3 separate regions of the Dromaius novaehollandiae genome follow, and regions 2 and 3 are each linked to region 1. Evidence: chromatin contacts called from public Hi-C data. All regions are on one chromosome and are shown on one strand. Each heading gives the region's core, a stretch centred on a gene start, on an enhancer-like site or on the middle of the called end of the contact. The rest is flanking DNA. Distances are from core to core; before and after follow the strand shown.

What was found. A called contact is a pair of places that touch in the nucleus more often than the background predicts.
Region 2: a Hi-C map of brain shows a contact between it and region 1, with 2.7 times the contacts expected there. The contact joins the enhancer-like site here to the promoter of ACMSD in region 1. A contact is called at or near these places in 2 of 4 Hi-C or Micro-C datasets (brain and ovary).
Region 3: a contact with region 1 is called in a Hi-C map of brain, with 4 times the contacts expected there. The contact joins the enhancer-like site here to the promoter of ACMSD in region 1. A contact is called at or near these places in 2 of 4 Hi-C or Micro-C datasets (brain and ovary).

Annotation. Positions count from the first base shown.
Region 1 is chr7:8,327,917-8,330,786 of bDroNov1.hap1, reverse strand. ACMSD (aminocarboxymuconate semialdehyde decarboxylase) reads left to right here and starts at 1,537. Exons shown (of 10, transcript XM_026108749.2): 1 at 1,537-1,764. The coding sequence starts at 1,708.
Region 2 is chr7:8,612,237-8,615,135 of bDroNov1.hap1, reverse strand. No RefSeq gene overlaps it. Among named protein-coding and RNA genes, the nearest start is that of MGAT5, 8.7 kb to the right of the region's middle. Within about 2 kb of position 1,570, at least 1 of the 2 cell types and tissues checked has open chromatin away from gene starts, as enhancers often do.
Region 3 is chr7:8,633,726-8,636,425 of bDroNov1.hap1, reverse strand. No RefSeq gene overlaps it. Among named protein-coding and RNA genes, the nearest start is that of MGAT5, 30 kb to the right of the region's middle. Within about 2 kb of position 1,250, at least 1 of the 2 cell types and tissues checked has open chromatin away from gene starts, as enhancers often do.

The DNA of each region.
Region 1 (2,870 bases), core at 288-2,787:
TGTAGGATGTAAATTCTGTGGGTAGCTCAAGGATGGGTACAGTTCAGAAGCTGATATCTAACTCATTTTGTATGGGTCCACAAATGATAAATTGTATCATTCTGTTGCCCTAGCCATTCTGCATGTAAAAGTTTCCATCTGCTCACAACCTCCCGCTTGACAGCCAGCAAGCTAACACTACAGTGCTAGATCTTGTAATGTAGCTCTCAGATTGGGAGCAAGAGGGCAAATTTGCTGCTTAACCAGGCGGCTTGGTCAGAAAGAGACAGGTTTTGATTTGAAATGGTAATGACTGCTGTTTTCAGTCCCATGTATTTCATCTGTAAAAGTAAATTCCTGGCTGTCCTGCTTTCTTTGGGAGTACTGTCCAAAAACTTCTGCTTCCTAATTCTTTTAAACATTAAGTCTTCAGTGATCTCAGGTTGTAGATGTGCACAATATCAAGCAACCACTCAACCCTGTCACAAGTTAACTTGAAGAATAACTCCAGGTAGTTAAAGTGACCACATCAAAAGCAGACTTGCTTAATGAATGAACACGCAGGGAAATATGAGACTGCAGTTTTTTTTAATCAAGCTCAAATAAAATAATGAAGTCAGAAAAAGGATAAAACAAAATAGGCCACTTGTTTTTCAGGCTGTTTGAAAAATGTTTCACTGAAAGATTTGCTGAAATTTAAAAAAAACTACAACAGCATTTAGCTTTGAAAAATCAGCATTTTTCATTAAAAACAGGTTAATTAAGAAATGGTTAACCAGCTTTGGCAAGAGGACATCATGTGGGCAGCATGAGTTGAAAGAAAACTTTAGAGAAAATAAGTTGCAGACAAAAAAAAGCAAAAATAAAAGGCAAGGCTATCTTGAGGAATGATGTGTAATACTAAATTGAGTAAAGGGCAAAAAGTGTGGTGTCACAGAAAATCTAAGCTTGCTCCAGTTAAGCTTAATTTAGCACACAGAAACTGTGTGCTGTATTAGGCATATGTGCCACACTAGCATTAATTTACTGTGATTCTTAAGGTAATCTGAGCCAATTGCCTGCCAGATCTTGAGCCAGTTTGAGAGTCTCTGAGCAGCGGTATACACTAGCACTTGTAAACCTCCTAAAGAAACCAATGATCAGAAAGGGAGATTAAACTGCAGAGAACAGATTTGGCCACAGTTCAATATTAAATCTTTCGAAGTAACTTTGAAGAAACCATAAGAGAAGGAAAAGAGAATATATGGGGAGGCATAACTTTCTACAGAGGGTATATCGTATGCTTTCTACAATTTCAGGATCTAAGAAAGAGAAAGAAGGAAATTCAAATCAGTGAATCATTAAATTATCATTAAATCATTAAAACTTTTAACTCAGTATTATTGAACAATGTTCAGCTGTAAACCAGCTTGCATTTTAGAATCTAGGTAACAAAAAATCCCTTCATTTTACTAATATAAACATACATTTTCTCCTTACTCTCAGTCAGATGTAGTTTATGCATTAACAGGGACTTTCTGCTAGAAGCTTTTGTTCTTTCATAGAGCCACTCCTCTGGGATTTTGGCTCCCTGATAGGTTACTGTACTTGGTTGTCCTGATAAGATAGCAGGTGAATCTGAACAGCAGCCTAAGTTATTGACCTGCTGAACCAGGGACTGGAAGGGTAGTAGCGCTTATGTAGAAAACATTTCCTTTGAAAGTGTGCTTCTCCTTTGTTACTTCAAAAATGAAAATTGATATTCATAGCCACATTCTACCTAAGGAATGGCCTGATCTAAAAAAGGTAATATGACTTTGGATATTCAGTGACTTATTTTATCAGCAACCATTATTATTGATGTAGTTCTTGAAAAATTAGTGAATGAAGGTTTCTGTAATAAATATCTATTTTCAATAGGTTTTTGTTTAATTTGATTTTTTTTCACATATAAGATATCTGTATTACATTACTTTGCAAAGCAAAACTTCCAGTAAGAAAGGGATGGAAAACTGGGCTCTGTTCATTGTCAAATGATGAGGTATAAATTCCATTTTCTTGATGAAACCATTGATAGGGGTTATCTTCATAACTATCAAGGGCTGTCAGGTGTCCAGATGGTATTCACTTTTGTTTTAAACACATATAAAAGGAGAAATAAACAAATGTTAGACAAGATTAATATTGCCTAAGACAAAAGTAATTCATATCTTACAGCCACAGGCATGACGGTTGTTAACTTCAGTGAGTATGGGGTCACCTTAAGTATGGTTAACTGATGATGATGGTTGACTATTTTACTAATATCTCTTTAATATTATTTTTTCAGCTGCTGGAAGGATGTAGCATATTGCATTACGAATACAAAATCTCATTTACCTAGTCTCAGTACTGGCCAGAACACAGAAGCTATAAGTCAACTTGTCTTAACTTTGAATCTCTGCATGGTATTATTATTATAATTCAATGATATAAATGTAGTCTGGTCAAAAATAATTCTCCTATGAAAAAGTATTTGAGAATGGAAAGTGCCATTTAGGTTTTCATGTAATAAATCTAATCCTTTTCTTATTTCAGATCATCAAAAGCCATACAATCATCTGGTTCTGAATTAGTTTTTAGAGTTATAGCCTGAATAATTATAAATATATATATATATAAAGATATCTGATCACCTTTTGACTCCTAAGGGATCACATATTCAATGCTACAGAGGGTACTCAAAAAGTCACTTTAGAAAGATCACATAATAAAACTGTCTCTCACATGTATATATGTAATTATTGCATTTAAAAATTGGTTTCCCAATTCCAGTATAGCTGTTTTTTCAGACTCCTTAGTGTTTCCATTCATGTTAAAGAATTAGGCTAGAAAAGATGAGACCTGTGCTGTTGCCTTTATATATTCCCTTA
Region 2 (2,899 bases), core at 321-2,820, 280 kb before region 1:
AGGCCTTTTCTGTTTGTACTTCCTATTGGATAACAGAGATATGCAATTCACTCTCTCCTATGATCCAGAAAAACTAGAATTTCACAGTTGCAGAAAGTAAATGTAACTGATACAGCTTTGGCCTTTGAGCTGTCTATCTGTCTATACATTACTTGGGTGAAATGATAAAGATGGGTTGTTATTTTTCACATTTGTAGGTTTATTCTGTATTTTTTGTAAAAGAAGTACAATTCCAAGCAAGTAAAAGCTCCCTCAGGTTCCAGTTAAAGCTCTGTTCATTTAAATTGGTTGTCTGATGCAGAAAATATTTTCCCTTAATGAATGGAAGCCCATGCTTTCTGACTTCCCAGCACAAGACTTCTCTCGTAGCAGCTGTAAATGCTTCTACTATGTCTTCTTTCCCTCCAGCATTATAGGCTGGCATATACACAAGGTCAAGTGACTTGGTGCAAACCCAATGGATGCATTTACCACTATGTAGCATATTATTTTAAGAGACCTTGTACAGAATTCTTCCTTTCTCATAAGAATTTAACTTCAAATATGTTTTGTCATGCATAACACGTTCCTTTTCAAGAAAAATATCTCAGAGAAAGTCTGCTTGCTAAGTTTAAAATGCTTTAGTTTGTACAGTCCATTTCCATAAAGCCATAAATGTTTATTATTTTATTACTTTTTTACTATATATTGTTTTATATATCTGCAGAAAAGAAACAGTCCTTTGTTAAAAGATCTTCAGCACTCAGTGGAGTATTATTTAAGTAACAGAAGAGAATTGGAAGGGCAAGGTAAAAGATGAAAGGCAGTCACAGGAGAGAGAAGTCGTCGTATTTCTTCTAGTAAGTAGTGAAGATAGATACATTTTTAATTTGATAAATTCTTGCAAGAATCAATTCAGGAACTCCTTCATACTTTTTCAATTCTAAATGTGTTAGGAGAACATTCATTTTGGGCAAAACTTTGCAGAGTCAAGCATTCCACTCGGAAAACTGTAAAAGTAAAGGTGCTTTTTCTCTTCTTGCAGTGGGAAACCTATTCATAGACTTTCAATTTTCAGGAGTGTTCAGTAAGAAGATGAGGAAACTCAGAGGTCAATGACATTCCAGACGAATGAGTGCTCCTCTAAGATTTTACAGTGCTTGAAAGATTGCACAGATAGTCTCTGTTGTACAAATTTGGCAGGATTATGGATTGGAAAATGTCAGCATTCCAGAGAACTGCAAGCATCTAAAAGAGTCTCACCAATGTCAGATAAAAATTTTGTGGCACCTCTGTAGCTAACAGTTTCAAGTCACTTTTAGGCAGATGCCATTTAGGGTCATTATAAAAATTTGGTTGTTATCATTTAGCAACTTTAACTCCACAAGTGCCTTCACTGTCCACCATGCAGTGCAAACACATGCTCAATGTCCTCCAAACTTTAGCCAACCTGGATTTGCGTGTGCGTGTGTGTGTGTGTGTGTGTGTGTGTGTGTGTGTGTGAACTCAAAACAACAATATGCTCAGCCTGAAATTTGCTGACTATGGGTTTCTCAGCCTTTTAGACTTTGAAATTTGAGCTAAGGGGACCTGCTGGCTCTGCTGAACTAACAGGAAGCCTACAGGCATGCTCTCATATGTGGCAATTCTTCAGTCAGGCACCCTGTCTTTATTACCTATCTCATATTTAACAGAGAAGATCTACTGCAATAATTTCCCAGTGTTTGAAAGTATTCCAGGCTTTCTGACATGGAATACATTACAGAGATTGACCTGAACCAGTACCCTAGATAAAATGTCCTTCTTTTGGGGGGCACAGGGGAAAAGGTTGTTCAAAGCTGCCAATCAAAATTCCTCAGTTTGTTTCTCATAATAACAGGAGTTTCATGCACCTCCTCTTGAAGCAAGTCTGTTTTGTCACTGTTCACAAATTGTCAAAAACATCAGTTTCCTTTCATGAAGTTTTAGAATCAGTTGTTTTTACCTTTATAAAGCAGTGTCCAGGTCAGTGTTTTCTATATATCAAACCCCTCCCATTTTCAAACTTTAACTGCCAAAATAGTGACAAGAGCTCCCTTATAAGTACATAGGAAGTAAACTAAATCTATTTTAACACCCTAGTTTAATGATTCCCATAAGTGAAATATCATCTGGGTACTTGAGAGAGAAAAGATGTCATTGTCAGTGATGGGATATGCAATGTGTTTTCTTTGCTTTTGTACGGTAATGCATTTAGCATTAGTGAAGAGTGAACTTGATAAGACACATTCTGAATCTAAATATCCTTTCTGAGTTTCAAATGGACAAGCTGGTAATTTTTTAAGAAAAAAAATCACTTAAGAATAATTACAGGTACATACAACAGTACTGTACAGATCATGAAGTCTGTCAAAAGTTCTGGAGATTTATAGGAACTAGGATATTGTGTGGTCTTTTAAAGCACTCAGGCCTGATCCTGAAACCTCAATTTATATACAAGTCAAATGCTAAAATCAGATTCAAAAATAAGGTTTATTTGGCGCCTGATCCTGAAACCTCAATTTATATACAAGTCAAATGCTAAAATCAGATTCAAAAATAAGGTTTATTTGGCTCCTAATATTTGTTTTGGATATCAAATAACAGAAATAAAGATACATTTAACATTTAAGGCTAGAAAAGAATTAATTTTCTTTTGTTGTTGTTGTTGCTGTTGTTGTTGCTTTGGTGTTGCAGTCCCTTGTTACACTAGGGATTATGTAGCAGGGATGTAGTTAGATACTTTCTATTCCAAACTCATCTCTCCATTACACTGGCTGCAACCACACAATAGCACTCAGGGTGCACATTAGTTAAAAAGGAGAAATTCAGTTCCTCAGTGCCAAGATTTTCCAGATTTTTTCTATGAGGTACAGTATGATAACGACAAATTATCAGGGAT
Region 3 (2,700 bases), core at 1-2,500, 310 kb before region 1:
CAATAAAAATTGTGGTCCAAGAACAACGTGTGTCGTACTGAAGCTGCAGGTAACACGGAGTAGGGAGGTAGTGCCGATACTGAGAACAAGTTTTCATGGAAAAAGAATTGGCCAGCCCCATGGTGTAGAGTCCCAGAGATGGGATGCAATTCAGTAATGCAAAGACCTGCATATATCAACAAGCATTTTGTTACTAAAGGCTGGGCCTCTTCATTTAGGAGGAACAGCAAAGAAAACAGCCAAAGGTGTATGGCTAATGGTAAGATAACCATGTGCTGCCAAACCAGTTACCTCCAGGGATCACCAGGGCTCCTCTGTTTATTTACACTTGGAAATAGTCAAAAAGGTAGGCAAAGTTGCTGGATTTAAGCCCTCAGCCCTATCTGTTAATGTGCAAAAATGATAAACAATATCCGATTGCAAGTTTACAAACTAGAGTACCAATTGACAAGGACAGAGACAGACTAAAATCTTGATTTGAAAAACAAACTCATTTTCATATCGGGATGAATTCAAACTTTAGGAATGCTTGAGTTTAAGCCCAGATATCAAATCCAAGTTCAGAAACATTCAGATCTGATGCTAGAGTCCAGGCTTGTATTTCTAGAACTGTTTTTTTCATCTTACAAAATGAGAAACAACATGAAGTAGGACACAAAGTACATACTGCTCCATTCTTGTACTGCATGAACAGTTTACTTTATTGACTAGGCTTACAGAAGGGCAAGATTTCCTTCTCAACCCTTATTTGAGAAGCAGGCGGGTGAGTGAGTGAGCAGGAGCTGTCAAGAGCGCTACTGCATGCAGCCTTTGAACAGCCTGGGAAGGTGTGTTCATTCCTTCTCAACTGAATGCAAAGGTTGCTACTAATCTGCTTATGCTTCACTCGCATTCTCCCTGTCCTGTGAGCAGCCTTCTGGAAGGTACATCTGTATACCAGACTGTAATGTAACACTGCTCTCCCAGCCTACTCACTCTGATTTTTTTCATCCTTTTCATTAGATTTGTTCTTGAGTTCAGAAATTAGCAATAGTCTGTCCCTGTTGTGCTTACCAGAATAAGCCATGAGTAGGTTGCTATTTCCAAGCATCCCAGTATAAACTAAAAGTAAACAGGAGGATTATAACAACTGTTCAGGGATTTTCCTCTCCCTCTCAAGTGTATTTACACTGCAGTACATCTGGTTACGCAGACAGGTACTACAAGTGATGAACTATAGTATATGTAGAGACTTAAGCATTGACTACGGAAAACCTGAAGCAGCTCTAGCTCAGCCTGCTACACCCATGCTGCAGGGCGTGCAGCTGGGGACAGAAGGAAGAAGGCCCCGAGATTCCAGAAATGGAGAACACTACAGCAGGATTTTTACTGCATCTGTGCCAAGTCCTGTGGCTTCAGATTACGGGCTTTTATCACGGTGGGGGTAAAGCAGAGAGAGCTAACTGAATGACTCAAGTGAGGCTTGAAGAGGCATGTGAAGTACATACCTGCATTTAACAAAACTGGTCACTAGATGTCACTGTAAAATGCGTCAAACAACAGAGGAGGAAAACATTTGTCAGCAAACATGGCCAACACCTCTCAGGAGCTCCCAACGAGGAGAGTGCATTCTGCCTTCAGATCGAGCACCAGCAAATCTCAAAGCCTTAGCCAAAAGGGTAGATGAATCCCAGGATCAGATGTTCATTAAAATATTTAGGCATTGAAGGTTCTGGGCACTGAATGCAGATCTCAAACTTGCTAGAATTTCAACATTCGAGATGTTGAGCGTTAACAGGAAACAGAACAAAACAACGTGCCAAGGATGGCTCACATGCTCCATATTAAAATGTTTGAGTTTCACTCTACATTTACAGCATGTCGTCATTGGCCATTTTGCCACGTGTATTTGATTCGAAGCACCATAAAAGGCATTGTTGGAACTGGATCTTTTTAAGTGATTAAACTTTCTCCTAGCAAGAATGCTCAGTAGCAGTTACAACATAATCACTTGTGTCACATGCACATCATGGCAAGTTATGGCAATTAAACTTTTTTCCTCCGTCCCTCCCTTGCTCCCTCCCTCCTATTCCCCTTAGAACCTGGAATCTTTAAACACCATCTAGGTAACACTGCAGCTACTTTTCTGTCTTTTCTTGCTTCTAATGAGTTTAGAAAATACTATGCCTTCTTCTACTTCTCCCTCCACACTTTAACTTCTCCTCTTTCTATAGAAGGTATGAATTACTGTTTGATTTTCCTTGCAAATCTGTTCTTCCTGTTTCCCCACCAATTGTTGAAGAGGCTCTGTTCTTATGAAAATGCATTTGTTTCTCCATCCCTTCTCATGCATGCCGACTACTCAAATAATGGCTGATAGTTTCTCTGCCAGACCTTCCTCCTTGTTGGCTGCTCTCATTCAACTACTTCAAACATCCAGAAATTGCCTTACCCATGTGATCACTACTGTACAGGCAGTTCCAACATCTCAGCACACTAATACTGATACTCCTTTCACAGCAGCAAGAATCAGGAGGAAATCCCTGGCTGTGCTGCAATCAAAAGTAAAATTCCCATTGGTCTCAGCAATACTAGGACTTCTTCTAGACACACACCACTGGAAAAGAATGGAACAAGGGCTTCCATTTCTGGATCTGTCTAAATTATTTAACAAAATCATCTGCAATAATTCTGACTAGTTAATTGTGACTTAGCTGCTCA